Linked DNA regions of Sus scrofa: region 2 is linked to region 1. Evidence: chromatin contacts called from public HiChIP or PLAC-seq data. All regions are on one chromosome and are shown on one strand. Each heading gives the region's core, a stretch centred on a gene start, on an enhancer-like site or on the middle of the called end of the contact. The rest is flanking DNA. Distances are from core to core; before and after follow the strand shown. Region 1 holds the start of SLC35F5 (solute carrier family 35 member F5). Region 2 holds the start of ACTR3 (ARP3 actin related protein 3 homolog).

Evidence for each region. HiChIP or PLAC-seq counts read pairs in DNA pulled down with a chosen protein or histone mark.
Region 2: a contact with region 1 is called in an H3K27ac HiChIP or PLAC-seq map of alveolar macrophages. The contact joins the promoter of ACTR3 here to the promoter of SLC35F5 in region 1. A contact is called at or near these places in 3 of 5 promoter capture datasets (fetal liver, fetal skeletal muscle and liver), 19 of 47 Hi-C or Micro-C datasets (alveolar macrophages, blood, brain and 10 more) and 2 of 2 datasets of contacts at active chromatin or transcription factors (alveolar macrophages and skeletal muscle).

Annotation. Positions count from the first base shown.
Region 1 is chr15:19,967,726-19,975,522 of Sscrofa11.1, reverse strand. It overlaps SLC35F5 (solute carrier family 35 member F5), which reads left to right and starts at 3,859. Exons shown (of 16, transcript NM_001243692.1): 1 at 3,859-4,091; 2 at 4,931-5,021; 3 at 5,178-5,319. The coding sequence starts at 4,052.
Region 2 is chr15:20,101,937-20,109,733 of Sscrofa11.1, reverse strand. ACTR3 (ARP3 actin related protein 3 homolog) reads right to left here and starts at 4,573. Exons shown (of 12, transcript NM_001134343.1): 1 at 4,530-4,573. The coding sequence starts at 4,573.

The DNA.
Region 1 (7,797 bases), core at 2,610-5,109:
TATTCCAATCTGTTGATATTTTGCTCCTCCAACCTGCCTGTAAACCCTTTAAAATCTAGGATTTGATTGTATACAATAAACCCCCAAGACCTTAGATATCTCAGAATTTCCCAAGGTTATGACTTTTTTTTTTTGGTCTTTTTCCTTTTCTAGGGCCGCTCCCTCAGCATATGGAAGTTCCCAGGCTAGGGATCGAATTGGAGCTGTAGCCACTGGCCTACGCCAGAGCCACAGCAACTCGGGATCCGAGCCGTGTCTGTGACCTACACCACAGCTCACGGCAATGCTGGATCCTTAACCCACTGAGCAAGGGCGGGGACCGAACCCGCAACCTCATCATTCCTAGTCGGATTCGTTAACCACTGCGCCACGACGGGAACTCCCCAAGGTTATGACTTTTATATGACATTATAATAGCATAGGATTTACCACATAAGGCAATTCAAATTCAAAAGCAGTCTCATGTACAATAATTAAAAAATTGTGAACCTCAATCCATTAGACCATGTCTTAGACACAAATCAAGTATTTGTCGAGCTATGTGTGCAGCACTCTGGTAGTTACTGCAAAGAATATGATACTACACATACAACTGTAAGAGCAGACTCTTGTGAGACTGTATACAAAGGGACAAGGGCAAGAGTGTATATAAAAATAGAACTCTGACCCACAACCTCTGCAGCAATCATTTCAGAAAGGTAACCACAATTTGTGTTGGCAGTTGGCCCCAAATGACCAGGATTTGATCAAAAACTGCCAGTTTCCTAAGTTTCTGCCCTATTCCCAACTTAGGACCAACCAGAGAAAGGCAACTATGTACCCCTTACCAACCACATTGGATGCCTTGCTTCTGGTTAGCCTTCCTTGAGCTTCCCTGTGCCAACAATAGGAGCATATGTGAAACCTTTCCTCTTTTCTACTATAAAGTGTTTACACTTCCCTGCCTTTGAGTCTCTGCCAAATGCAGGTGATAGGGGTTGACTGCCTTGCCATAGCAAGCTCTGAGTTACGAAATTTTGCTTGTTCTCATTTGAGTTTTTTTTTTTTTATCTATTTCCACACTTGGAATTCACAGAATTATTATAAGTGGATTCAAGTAACTAGAGGCTCCAAAGACTCACAGTCATTTATAATTTTACTAAGGCTTGAATTCGAAATGTAATCTTACTTTATAGCATGGGGAACTATATCCAATCTCTTGTGATAGACCATGATGGAAGATAATATGAGAAAAAGAATATATATATATATATATATATATATATATATATATATATGTACGACTGGGTCACTTTCCTGTACAGCGGAAATTGACATAACATTGTAAATCAACTATACTTAGATAAAAAATTTTTTTAAAAAAAGAAAAAATGTAATCTTTGATACAGGTATATGGGAGTTAGTTAACTAGTGACTGCCCTGTACCACACAGAACCTTGCTTTTATAGTCATGCTGTGACATAACTACTTACATAGGAAATTAGTCTCTAGATTTTTTTTTTTAGGTGTCAGACTTAATAACTGATCAATCTTTAGGGTCTACTACTGAAAAGATGTCATAAAAATCTTTGAAGAGTAAAAAGGAAATTAATAAAAATGAAAGAGCAATCTTAAGCCTGTGAGACTATGAAAATAATGGCGTCAACTGAAATGAAGATATGAGAAAGAAAACAGGCTTAAAAAGGTCAAGATCAAGGTACAATGTTCACTCAACAAATATTGACTCCTAATTCTGTGTTAGGCACTATTCTAGGTGCTAAGGATATAGTGGAGGACAAATATCCTTGTTCCTGTGGAATTTATACTTAAAAATGTAGCCAGTTGAGATTTAGTAGGGAGGGAACGGTAAAGATACAATTTTAAAGACTTAATCACTTAGAGATAAGAATTAAAGTTATATCAGAAAGCAGTTTTCTAATACTTTGAAGTAACTGAAGACTTGGCCTTGGGCAAGTTACATGGAGACAAAAGAAAGATGCCTGAAGTCAGGATAGTGCCACAGCACAGAAACCACATCAAGGCCTGTTGACTAGGAGGAATGGAATTTCCTTCAGAGTGTGCAGGGGAAAATGTTAATGGAAGATTAACCTAGGACTAGAGGCACTGTCCTTCTTCAGATGCTCTGGAAACAAGTGGTAATAATAGTAACTTGTACACATTTATAAAGTACTTACATTTGCATTATCTAACTAAAAACAGGTCAGCATACTTAATAGATGGAAAATTGAGACACAAGAGAGAATAATAACTCTCAAAATTACACAACAAATTCGGGTCAGATTAAGAATTAGAACCTAATTTTCCTGACTCTTGCAGATCTCAGGAGAAATCCATAATGCTTTTTTTTTTTTCCAGTCTATCTATCATAAATGTAGCAAAAAAAAAAATTTTAAGCATATTATGAGCCTGACACCCTAAAGAAAGTTAATGAAAAAAAAGAATAAAGCAGGAACTGGAATAATTTGATTAATGTCTGCAATCAAATATCCTCTACATAGCAATTTTAAGTAAATGGTTAAGATTTTTCTACTCTGCACGACAGATTTCTGAATAATTATTAAAGGAGCTTGATGCTAATAACTTTATAAGGAATTGACTAAATCAACACACACAAAAATGTCTGTTGGTATTACGTTACTAGTATTTGAACATATATTCAATTTTAATAAAACAACAGATTTAAAAGATAAGAAATGCACTACATTGTGACTACAGAAGAAAATTTAATTTCTGGAATTCCTGTGGTGGCTCAGCGGAAACAAATCTGACTAGCATCCATGAAGAAGCAGGTTCAATTCCTGGCCTCACTCTGTGGGTTAAGGATCCAGCCTTACAGTGAACTTTGGCATAGGTTAAAGGCTGGGCTCAGATCCCGCATTGCTGTGGCACAGGCCAGCAGCTGTAGTTCCTATTCTGGACCCCTCGCCTGGGAACCTCCATGTGCCTCCGGTGAGGCCGTAAACAGACAAAAAAAAAAAAAAAAAGAAAGAAAATTAATTTCTTTGCACCACCTCATAAAGATGTTACAAATGCGCTATAGTAGACAACTCCGTTAAATTACAAAACCTTTTAGTCTCGTTTTCGTTTTTAAATAGGATTCAGGACGCTGGCCACGCCTTTTTTCTTACAGGATATTCAAAAGATGATTTAAAAAAACCTATACATTTTAGTAATTATTAAACATTTGTTAAATTCTATGTGCCATGAATTATATAATCCCTTCACATCTGTATAATCATGTAAACTTGAAATGTATATAAAAAATGAGACAATACTATAATTATGCCCACTTTCAGATGAGGAAACTGAGGGCCAGGGAGGTGAAGTAGCTTGCCCTAGGGACACAGCTTCTACTTCTAGGGGGCTGGTATCTAGTTTACATGCAAACGTTTCCAGAAAGCATAAGTTCCCCTAAGCCTCTTTGCATTTTAGTCCTCTCCTCGGGAAAGGAATATGCAGTTTCCTGGCCAAACTGTAAGAAAAGGGGCTGCTAGTTGTCGCTCTAGTACGGGGCCATCTGGAGGCTCCACCACCTCCCGGATCCCTCGCTCCGCTCCAGCAACCCACGCCCGCTTCTACTTCCACCGCGCCCTCCTTCCCTTCCTTCCTAACTCCGCCGTCGCAGTTGAGTCTCTTCGCTCAATGTTCGGCACCTGGCAGCAGTCGGTTTAGCGATGCCAAGTCACCCTACGGGAGTACACTCCCGCCGCCCGCCGTCGCGCCGCCGTGACGTAACCCGCGCGCCACCGACCTCGGCCGGGGGGGCGTGGCCAGGGCGGGCTGGCGGGCAGGCCGGGGGCGGGGCCGGGGCCAGGGTCCAGCTCCCGGCCAACGCGGCCATCGCTGCCTGCGCGGTTCCTAACCTTCGCCCGCTCCCCGCCCTCCCGGGCCGAGCGGGGTAGGGTGGCATTGGCAGCCTCGCCCCGAGGGGCACCGCGGCTTCAGGGACTGGGCCGCCAGCGCAGCGCAATGTCGGGCGCCACGACAGCTCTCTGAGTCCGAGGCCGCGGCCGTGGCCCTGGGAGGCGGCGGGTCCGGGCAGGGTCCGCTCATGGTGCCTCCACGACGCCATCCCGGGGCAGGAAGGCCGGGTAGGTAGCCGGGGGAGGGCCGCGAAATCACCCAGAGCCGAAGCCAGGACGGAGGCCCCACGGACAGCTCCGGCCCTTCGGAGCCAGCAGATGTTCTTTGGTGTCTGGGGCGGGGCGAGGGGGAGGCTGACGGGGTGCCGGAGCTGGGTCCCGACTCTGGCAGTTGAGGAAGCTACTTGTGCGCCGCCGCTTCGGGGCTTTAATCTTCCCTGGGGAGGCGTCCCTTGGCTTAACTTTTCTTTTTCCTCCGAAAAAGGAAGATTCCCTTTAACAGCTGTTTTCTCACCACTTCGTGAATGATTGTTGTGATCTAAAATAAGTAGACACTGTGACAGGGGTGGGTGGGGAAGCCTGGAGGATCCTTTCCCTTTTACCACGTGAGGTGTTTGGAAACGCCCCCCGCCTCTGGTCCGAAGACTCACAACAACAAATCACTTCCTCTCATATCACCCAATTGCACTCGAGATCAGGGACAGAAAATACACTTAGAAACAGGTGCGTGGCTAGACAGTATCCCCGGAGTGGATAACTCTGGAGAGAGTGGCGAGGAAGGCGGATTTATGAAACTCGAAGCTGTTTTTCAGTAGTTAACTATTCATAAAGATGCCCTTTGTTGAGTATGCCTCCCCCCCTTCCCTTTACCAATTTCTTCTCTGAGTTTAATTTGAGATGTTTATTGGATAAGAAAGTCTAGAGAAAAGTGTCAATTATATTTAATATACTTTGATATTCTTCTTTCATTTGTGTTTATTTTGAAAGTGAAGAGTAAAAATGATCTTATGAATCTTATAGTTGAGTGGTTGATGTTTTCATAAGCATCATTTTGTGGTTGTTTTCAGGTGCGCTGAGTTCTTCACCTCCGTTTAGACTCAGATCTGCCAAGTTTTCTGGCATTGCTTTTGAAGATCTCAGAAAGGCCTTTAAACTAAGGTAAATTCCATACCTTTCACTTACTGGATGACTTTCAAATTGAATATTAGCTTAACAAATGTTGGATGTTTCTGTTATACTACTTTTCTTGCTTTTATAATTTAAAAAAATTTTTTTAAAATCCCCTCTAATGTGATCTGTGTTTTCTAAAAACAGACTGCAAATGGTGTGTGTATTTATCATGAATCGAATGAATTCCCAGAGCAGTGGTTTCACTCAGCGCAGGCGACTGGCCCTAGGGATTGTTATTCTTCTACTTGTTGATGTGATATGGGTCGCATCCTCAGAACTTACTTCGGTATGTAATTCTCATCTAGGAATGATGTTCTGTATCACTAGCTCTCATGCTTACTTAAAGCAGTATTTTGAGTATTGTTGAATTTTGTTTTCTTTGATAACAAATTAGTTGCAGTTCAAATTAAAATGGAAAGGATACTCTGTTTTTTCAGTTTTCTTATATTTTTTAGGGAGTTTAGAAGATGAGATGCATGCATATTTTTTTAATATTTGTGGGTGTTTGTTATTTTCTTAATTTCTTTTTTTATTTATAATGATTTTTATTTTTGCCATTATAGCTGGTTTACAGTGTTCTGTCAATTTTCTACTGTACAGCATGGTGACCCGGTTACACATACATGTATAGATTCTTGTTTCTCACATTATCATGCTCCAACATAAGTGATTAGACATAGTTCCCAGTGCTATACAGCAGATCTCATTGCTTAACCATTCCAAAGGCAATAATTTGCATCTATTAACCCCAAGTTCCCAATCCATCCCACAATTTCTTTCTTTATAAATATTATTTTCTAGTGGAACAGCAATCTAGGATGCAAAACCATTTGGCACCCTTTGGTAGAAAAGTGAGAATGCTTTTGGACAGGTGAATGAAAGTGATATGAGTTTTTCATGTTCAGGTCACTGTTGTACACATACATGGGTGCATGTACATTTATATGTTTGGTAATTCAGATGTTATTGTGAAGTCTCCATAAACAGTGATTGCCTTTAGTTAATTTTTTTTTTTTTATTGATGAACTATGGGTAGTAATGTATTTTGAGTTTTTCTTTCTACTTGTTTAGTTATTTTATTTTCTTGGTTAATGATCCCTGTAAAACCTTATTTTCAGAAATTATTGCATTTCTGTTTACATATTACTGTCTTAAGGCAAAAGGAAGACTGGCATTCATAAAATGAACTTAAATGTCAAAAGAAGCAGTTTGTTACTGCTGGTCATCTCTGATCGTAGCTAAGTAAGAGTTGACCTTGACATTGTATCCAATAAATTAATAAATTTTTTAGCCTTTTTGGAATTAGGCTCTGGAATACAATAGGCCATTTATTTTTCACTGTTCAACAACCTTTTTTTTTTTAGATTAACATTCTGAAGTTTAGCCACAAAGAAATCTCTTTAATCTTGACAGGGAAATAAGTTTATCTTTTAAATTTTATTTTAGTTTTAAATAAATAGTTTGGCTTTTATTTATCATGTAATAAAATTTAGGACAAAAGACCACCTGATTAAATTATAATTTAACAATCCATATTTAAGCAAAGGAAAAAAAACAAAAACCAAAAACCAAAAGGCAAAAACCCAATGACAAACTTTTCCCTGTTTTTGAAAAAAGTAGTCTGTTAATAAGAGGATATTGTATAATTTTGTTATCCAGGAGCATATGTAATGCATCTAATTCCTCACCCAAATATGCTCATCAGACTTTTGAGATATATTGTGTATTTCAAAATTAAGAAGCAACCTTTTTTATTATAGAAACTTTCTGACATATATAAAGTAGAGAGAGAGAATGGTAAAATGGAACCTCATGTTCCCATCACTTACCTTTAACAGTTATCAAATTTTGCCAATCTTATAACCCCTCCCCAAAGATTTTTTTCTCGCAGTGTTTAAAACATATTCTAGCCACTTGTCATTTCACCTATAAATTCTTTCATATTCATTTCAAACTGAAAAGGTCTTTTGATTTTTAAAATATAATCAACATGCCATTAACATATCTCACAAAATTAAAATCCTCTAATACACAGTCTATCAGATTTTCTCGGTTTGTGTCAAGGACATCTTTTTAGGGTAGGATCTAAACAACGATCACATATTGCATTTGTTGGAACTTTTGAGTCACTTTTGGTCCTTAATTATATTCCTCTACTTTTTTGATTTGTTAGAGAAATTAGATCACTTTTTCTGTAGACTGGAAAATGCAAGATCAAGACACTGGCAGATTTGAAATCTAGTGTGAACCCCTTCCTGGTTCTTAGATGGCTGGCTTCTCACTGTGTTCTCACAAAGCAGACAGGGCAGGAGAGCTCTCTGGGGTCTCTTTTCTTATTTGCACTAATGTTATTCATGATTCACCCTGGTGACCCAGTTCACCCTACAGCCGCCCACTTCCTCGTACCATCACAGTGAGGGTCAGGATTTTAACAGATGAATTTTGAGGGGATGCAGACATTCATTCCACAACACACACATTTTGGGTTTGGCTTAATTATTTTCTTGAGTTGTCATTTGAATTGCTCCCTTTTCTCTCTTATTTCCTATAAAATGGTAGTTAGATATAGTCTTGATTTAGGTTCAGATTTTAGGAAAAAGTGCTGTGGTGGTATTGAGTACTTCCTTTGACATCACAACATAAGGCCCATAATGGCTTTAAGTCTTACTTTGAGTGATACCAATTTGAGCGCTGTAAGTTCCTCATCAGTCTTTAGGTAGTAATTGAATATCTGTATGATTATTGTCCAGATAGAGTATTTCAT
Region 2 (7,797 bases), core at 3,324-5,823, 130 kb before region 1:
GCCTTGATATGACAATACCACTTTTTCCACCTGTTCAAGTAATCCTTAAGTTACTAACAGTACTTTCTGCCTTTTTAACAGCATCTATTTCTCTTAAAAATACCTAAACGATCCAAAAGTGTCAAAGGCTCATCCTTTAATGTAAGGAGACTATTATACAGTGCCATGGTTCTAATACTTTTATTTGCTACAATACATCGGACAAGTAGTTTAACCTCTCTAAACCTAAATTTTCCAGTCTAAAAATGGCGGTAATACTTCTCAAGACGATATGAAAAGTAAATGAGATAATATAAAGCATTTAGCACAGGACCTAACACATAATTCTTGGTAAATTAATGTTAGCTATTAGTATTTCCTGATAAACAACACCTGGAAAGTAAATTTTTTTAGAGATTAAATTTAAGCAAAGTGACAAGGAAATGAGCCTGGGAATTCATATATCCAGAAAAAAAAAATCTAAAGCAAGTCAGACTTGCACAGAAAAGTTTCTCTATTTAATAATGCTAGAATTTTTTAATAAGATTACTTTAAGCAAGAATAGAGTTATCCTTACCAATACAAATAAAGTAACATGCATAGTTCTGAAAGGGGCTCAGGAGTCGCCATGATTTAACAGAAAGAATACAGAGCTTAAATACAAAAAAAAAAAAAAAAAAAAAAGTAAATACAAATAGCAACCCTCACCACCTGCTAACCACTCGACAATAAAAAAATTCTCTAATCCTATTTTCTCATCTGTAAAATGAGGTAAAAATAACTGTCAAAAGATTAAATAAGTTAAATGAAAAGCCGGACAAGTAGGTCCTCCACTAGTGAATCTTTCCCTTCTGTGCTTAAAAGCAAAATTTCTGAACTATCTTACAATAATAAGGCTGAAAAGTTCATTAGATACAATATATTCCCAATCCAAAGTCAATATTCCAACATAAAATTGGCAGGCAGGAAGAGACTGGCAGGAAGGGAAAGGAGAAAGAGATTTTAGGCAAGACTAAGAATCCGACTTCTTATAGGAGCATGTCTGCTATACTCAACTGCAAACAGCATGTGAAACAGGACTAGTGAAGGAGTAAGAATTTTAATGAATTTTTTGGTAGCAACCAGATACAGTGAATGTTCCTGCCCCTGGAGACAACAGGAGCATTATTATTACACAGTATGTACAGAATTCATGTAAGAAAAATGAACTTTCCACTTATGTTTTCTCCTACCCATTCAGCTCTTCCCTACTGCTCTCAAACAAGATCATCCTATCTGTACTAACTGCTAGAATGTGACCACAGGATGAATAGTACAAGCTCCTCATTCACTGACTCCAATCTTATATTTTAAGACTGCTATGAAGTTTAACTCAATTAGGGAAATTCCTTAATTCATTCTAGATCTGAATATATCCAAGAGCTCTACAATAAGGCTGTAAGAGCTCTGCTATTATAATCAATGGAAATAATTTACCAATGCAGTATTTATTAGGAAAAAAAAAAAGACATAAAAGGGAAAGAAAGCCTCACAATACAAAGCTCTATAAACAAGGTACAATATAATAAAAGCATGTAAGGAGTTCTTTTACATGGCTTGAATATTGAAGAACTCTAAGGGGAAACATGCAAAAATAACTTAGGATAATCTTAACTTTACAAGTATTACAATGTTTTAAAAAATGCTTAAAAAAAGGTTTTCCCCACCATTGGTAGCAGGTTTAATTCTGTACCCACTCTCTCAATAAGAATCTGTCCCCAAATTTTATTCTATATTACTATTTCAATACAAATTTTTAAAAAGTATATAGATATGGTATCAACATGAAAGAAGTATTTCTTTCTAAATTCTTTTCACAAAGAGTTGTTTCATGATCTGAGCTTAGGTAATTCTTTATCTTATGTCGAAATGAAGTCTCTATGCTGTAGGATCTCTAATTTTAAATTTGTGAATTAAGCTTCATGTTTCCTAAATCCTACAGCTCTTACCTTAGATCACCAAATTTAACAGATGGCCACTTTTTTCAGTCACCTTTTGCCTAACTTATATAATGAAATGGAATGAGCAACCTGATTTCAGTTATGCTTCTCATATATTATTAAGCATAATTGTGATTGATGAAGGCATTGTATAAAGCACAAAAGAACACACAAATTATAGGCGCGCAATTTGCATCTGGGGACACAGTATTCTGGAACATAAAACCCCCTACTAAGGCCTTATTTAGAGATGCTTATCACAGGCCTAATTTCAATGAGGGATCCTCTAAGTGCTAATAAATTGAAGGTGTAACTTTCCAGGAGTTGCATTAACAGGCAAAAGAAAAGGCCAAAATGCCCTTTGAAAACCAAAAAAATTGGATCACTAAAAGTGGAAGTTTAGATACTCACAGCTGTTAGAAGAAAGTGAGTAGAATCCTAATCAGTTCCATTCAAATCCATAAATGTTCAGTTAACCATCTCTCCTTGTGAAGTAAAACTAATGTAATAATGTAAAATAATAACTGATATACTAAAACAAAAATATCCAAGTATAGATTGAACCCCTCTCCCCCACACCTACTGGTCACTCAGTTTTAAACTCAAGTTTGTTCTATCAGAAAGAAGTCGCTTAAGGATAGTTAACCTCAACGAAATACTCAGCATACTAGTACAAACATCCAAAACTGTATTTCAAAAGAGGAAAAATGAAGTGAGGAAAAGTTAACAAGCTACTTAAGACGTTACTACATTATTTATTAGGGCAACAAATTATCTACACTAATTTTATTGACAAGGCAATAATTACTAATGCATAAAAATATTAATTATGTAGCAATATTTTTCACATTAACCAAACATACTTGAAAATTCTTTCTCAGTCAGGCTGCCAAAGCTAACTTTAAAACTGACCCTAAACATGAAACAATTCACCAATTGGACTAAGAAGGGAGGAGAAAAAAAAAATACTGGATCAGGGAAATGTGACTGAATTAACAAAAAATAACTTTAATAAGCTGTCCGTCAAAAAACTGCAAAGAAGTTCCAAGGCTAAAAGAGGCTGGTATTTTCTAAAGGAATGTATTAATAAATCAGTTGTTTCACTATGCATGGCTGGGATTTTCGAATCTGCTACACTTGGATAAAGGTATGAGCCTGTAGAGAGAAATTTTAGAAAGCAAATAGAGAGGAGTATACCATCCTTTAAGTAACAATAGTTTGCTGAATAATAAAAAAAAGGGAAAAAAAAGTTTAGCAATCTGCCGCTCTCTGCCCCCCCCAACACGCACACCCAAAAAACTGGAGTATTTGGGAAATTAGAGAAGTAATAATATTCTAGCACAGCATACACACGCACAAAAGAAAAGATTACTGTAACAAAGCGATCACTCTACATTAAAATATAGGCAATATTTTCTTCATAAGTGTAAAATGTGCTATAACTCTCTAAAATGCCTTTTAATACAAAAGGAATGACCACTTGAACGGCACTCTACATTTTAGTAAACTACACTACAGATCAGTGATAACTCCTTGAAAAGCAAACACACCCCTTTATAACTCTATTACCTTCTCGCCTTAAGATACTGTCACAGAATGAATCTATAAAACAATTTTCCTGGATGCTTCCCTTCCTCCCTCTCTGTGGAGACAAATATATTTTTCAAGTTCACATAAATTGAAACCCCGCACCAATAACTCAAGACTTTGAAATCTACTTAATTTTCAAAGTTCTAGTAAGATGTGTTCAGGTTGGAAACGAAAAACTACCTTATAAGGGTATAAAAGACTGAAAGCAGGAAGCGGCTTTGACAAAACTAAGGAAGTTGCAGCGCGCTTGCTCACTGGGGGACTTTTTTGAGGCTAGAGAAGTAACACATGACATCTTTCTCTCAAATTAAAATGTGACTTAGTTGACCGGTAGGAACCCAGTGGGAGATGGAAAAGACCAGGAGTCGAAAAGGAAGAGGAGGTGGGTGGTCAAATGAAAGCCCCGATCTAGGTTCCCATTTTCAGAGTCCGATTCTTCCCTTTCCCCACCCACAGCCCGGGGAAGAGTGTAGTCACAGCAATCTCTTGCAAAACCCAGAAGGAGCGCTTCTCTTTTCTCGCTCCTCTGCCGGGCCAGTCCCCGGGCTCCATTCCCCTCAGTCTCCAAACCCACGGGCAGACAGGGGTACTTAAGGGAATGGAGAGCCCGGTGCGCCTAGCTCGGGGACCACCCCCACGCGACCGCAGGCCCGGGGCAGGCGACGGTCCCCGCAGCTCCTCCGGCAGCGGTGCCCACCGCTCTGGGGGAAGGGCTGGGAGGGGTCCGCGTAGGAAGCTGCTCCCGGGAACCGGGCATGGGCGAGGGTTTCCTTGGTCCCGCGCCCGGCTCCCAAAGGATGAATCGAGGGGGACGAGGGAGGCCCTGGCTCCCGGCCCCACCCCTCGCCACCCGGCGGGGCTGGGACTGACACAGCCCGCGGCAGCACCTCGCCGCACCATTCATTTCCCAGCCTCGTCCCTACCCCGCCATTTTCCTGCCTCCGCCTCAGTTTCCCCACCCCCGCCCATCAGTCCCCTTACCCTGTGCCACAGTCCACCACACAGGCCGGCAGCCGTCCCGCCATCTTCCTCCTCGCCTGCTGCTGCTGCTGCCCCCGTCTGCTCCGTGCCGGTTGGGGCCAGGGATGGGCGGCGGGAGGTAGAAGCTATCTGACCATCCACGGCCGGGTCGCCCTCTCCGTCTGGGGGGGAGCCGGGAAGCCGAAGGCAGTAGCGAGAGAGCAGCAGGCTCGGTCAGCGGCTACCACTTCCGCAACCCAGGCAGGCAGGCAGGCAGGCAATCCCCGCCCTGCCCTGCCGCGGCCTCCTCCCCCTCTTTCTTCCCTCCTCCTCACTCCTGCCCCCACCCTACAACTTCTTCCCCTCACACCGCCTTTCCCCGGGAAGCCAAGATGGCCGCCGGCGCCGACGCCCCGGCCAGGCCAGGCCCAGGCCGCGAGCGCACCCCCTTCCGGCTCCGAGCGGGCGGGGCGAGAGGGCATGCGCAGTGAGGTGCGCCGCGGGCCGCCGCTCCCATCCTGACAGTGAGGAAGTCCATTTCGGGTGTTCCTGCAGGTAGGGGTGGAGGAGTCTGTCAGCGCCTGCAATTCTCCTTCTGAAGCTGGAAGGGGCTTTTAGTTTCAATTACTTCTGTGCTGGGTCGAGGAAGGAATGGAACCACACCCCTCAGCCACGAATACCTCCTCCAGTGCCCGAAGGAAAACGGCGTAATTGAAAACGTTGTCAGCGGCACACGTCCATTTTTAACTTGAGTGGCTTCTTTTCTGGGTGGAAGAGAGCGGTATCAGACCAGGGGTGAGCAGTTGAAGGAGGAATGAACAAAAGGCTTGCGCCACGGCTGCTCTGGCTTTGTGCGGTTTTTTTGTTGGTTTTTTTTTTTTTTTTTTCAGTTGCATTTGTGCATTGTTACAACACGGTTTAGACTGTAGGCCCTCCGGAGGGCAGGCTTGTGCCCACGAGAAAGGTAAACCTCCCGGGAATATAATCTACGTAATACACTGTACACAAATAAGCCGCGGACGGTTTTGGATGATGACAGGAGATTTCCCTCTGGAGTAGTTTAAGATTCTAATGTTCCACTTACAGGATTAGACCAAGGATTAAGGACCAAGAAATATAATTAAAAAAAAAAAAAAGATTAAAACCTGGAAAGCCTAGAACAACTTCTCAAAGTGTGCTTCACAATTACTTGGAACACTTGTTAAAGCACAGCATGCTGGGCTGCATCCCCTGAAGTTCTCTGATTAGGTTGTCTGGAGCCTGGTAATTTGCATTTCTACCAAGTTCCCAAGTGATGGTCTGGACCTCCCCCACCCACCAAACTAGAAAGTTAATAGCTTTCTTCTTCATTAGGCTTATCTTTTGATAAAGCGTGTAGATTTACTTATCTGCAACTGAAACAGAAATCCTTTTCCTAAGGATGTCTTATTATTCCAGAAGATCACATAGCAATGGTTAGACCAAACTGGGGGATGAAATACAGGTTTTTCATTCGTTTGGTACATAAGAATTGCTCACCCACTCTCTTATGACAGAGATATGCTCACCCTGAATATCCAGTAGGCACAAAAAAAGGTAAGGTCTCTGTTGTAGAGTTTACAGTTAAGTGAGAAAACATACAAATTGCATTAAGAGCAGTAGAAATCACAAAATTGGGCTACAAGAAATGAGGAGTGGGAGAATGGAAAGGAGGTAAAAGGCAGGGCACTGAAAAGCTAAGGGCTGTAGGATGGTAGGCGATCTGGGAAAGGGTGAGAAAGAAGGAAACCTCCAGGAAGTGGGAATAGCAAGAGTCAAGGCCCTGAGACCAGAAGGAGCTTGGCTTCTTCTACAAGTTGAAGAAAGATGCAAGTGGCCAAAGTGAAATGAGCCATGGCAGATGAAATGGGAAGTGAATCCTGAGAGATAAGGAAGAATCAAACAATGCAAAGATTCGTAGATTTCTCTAAGCGTCTTAAAAGTTTAGCCTACAAGCAACTTGGAAGCCATCAGAGACTTAAGCAATGAAATGTTGTGGCAGCTTTTTGTTTTGTTCTATTTTTCCCTACATGTAGAAGATGCTGTATGAGGATTCTTTGCTGCCTTTTCCGCCATCAGGTATTTAAGATCATTTGGGAGAGCAGGTGCTTGAAGATTAGCTCCGACAGAAGAGGGAGATGTGGATTGGTTGGAGTAGAGTAAAGGGTTTCCTGCATCACAGGTAAGTCAGACTAAATGGGTCATACCAAAGGGGTCCCACGGACGGAGGTGAGGAACTTAAACTCAGAGGAATTCTCATGCTTAGGAAAGCCCACGGTGGTACATCTTCAATATGGCTGCCCAAATGCTGGGCTTAGGTGGTGTCCTGGAAGTGATTACGTCAGTGTTCAGAAACCGCAATGCTCCCATAGTCCAAGCAGGTGACCTTGTGAGTGAAGAGGGCTGTGAGGAGGATTTGGCAAAGTGAAGAGCCCATAGAAGAAAGTAGAAGATTGTTGCTATGAAGGAATGCAGGCCCATTGTTGCCAAAGCTTCCCTTTTTTCAAGAAAAGTTGGAAATCTGTATTTTTATGTGGTGGCAACTAATTATTTGAAGGCTATATCTGACCGGTGGACTGCTGATTTTTCAACGTTTGATTTGAAAGGCTGTTTAATGTTTACTTGCCTGTTATATTCAAATATCATGTCACTGCTCAGTACTGGATCTCATTTCATAGGCTTGAGGAAACCTGCCACAGTCTCTCTCACACAGTCAAGCATGTCCTTTGTCTTAGAGACTCTGTTAGAAGCATTTTAGAGCTTCCAACACTTGTGAGAAGTGTCATTTGTGTAGGTTCCTCATAATTTGTCTACCCAAATGCTTTGCTTGCTTAAGACCCTTTCTACTTCCTGCTTTCTACACGCCACATCGGTCAACCTCAACACGCTGTGGTGGCTGAGCCTTCCTCAGCTGTGCAGAGCCTTCGGATGCACATCCGGCCAAAGTGTTTCTGACCACCCTGTTTGCATATGCACCCTCCTTCCTGCTCACCCTTCTCCAAATACAGAGAAGCAGAGGATGTCAGAGCTAGGAGGCCTCTTGGAAATGATCTCGTTAGATGTGAAGAGCACAGTGGTGGTTTGGTGGGGTTTGTTTGTCCTATGTCCTTTACTCCCTAAAAGCACCCTGATTTTCCTTTTAGTTCTGGTCAACCAAGTCCTTGTTTTTTGTCCATTTCCAAGCTCCATTCCCAACCTTTCAAGCATTTGTGAATCTTGCAGTATCCTTCCAATTAATTCCCCTTTGCCTAAGTTAGTGGTACTCAGATTC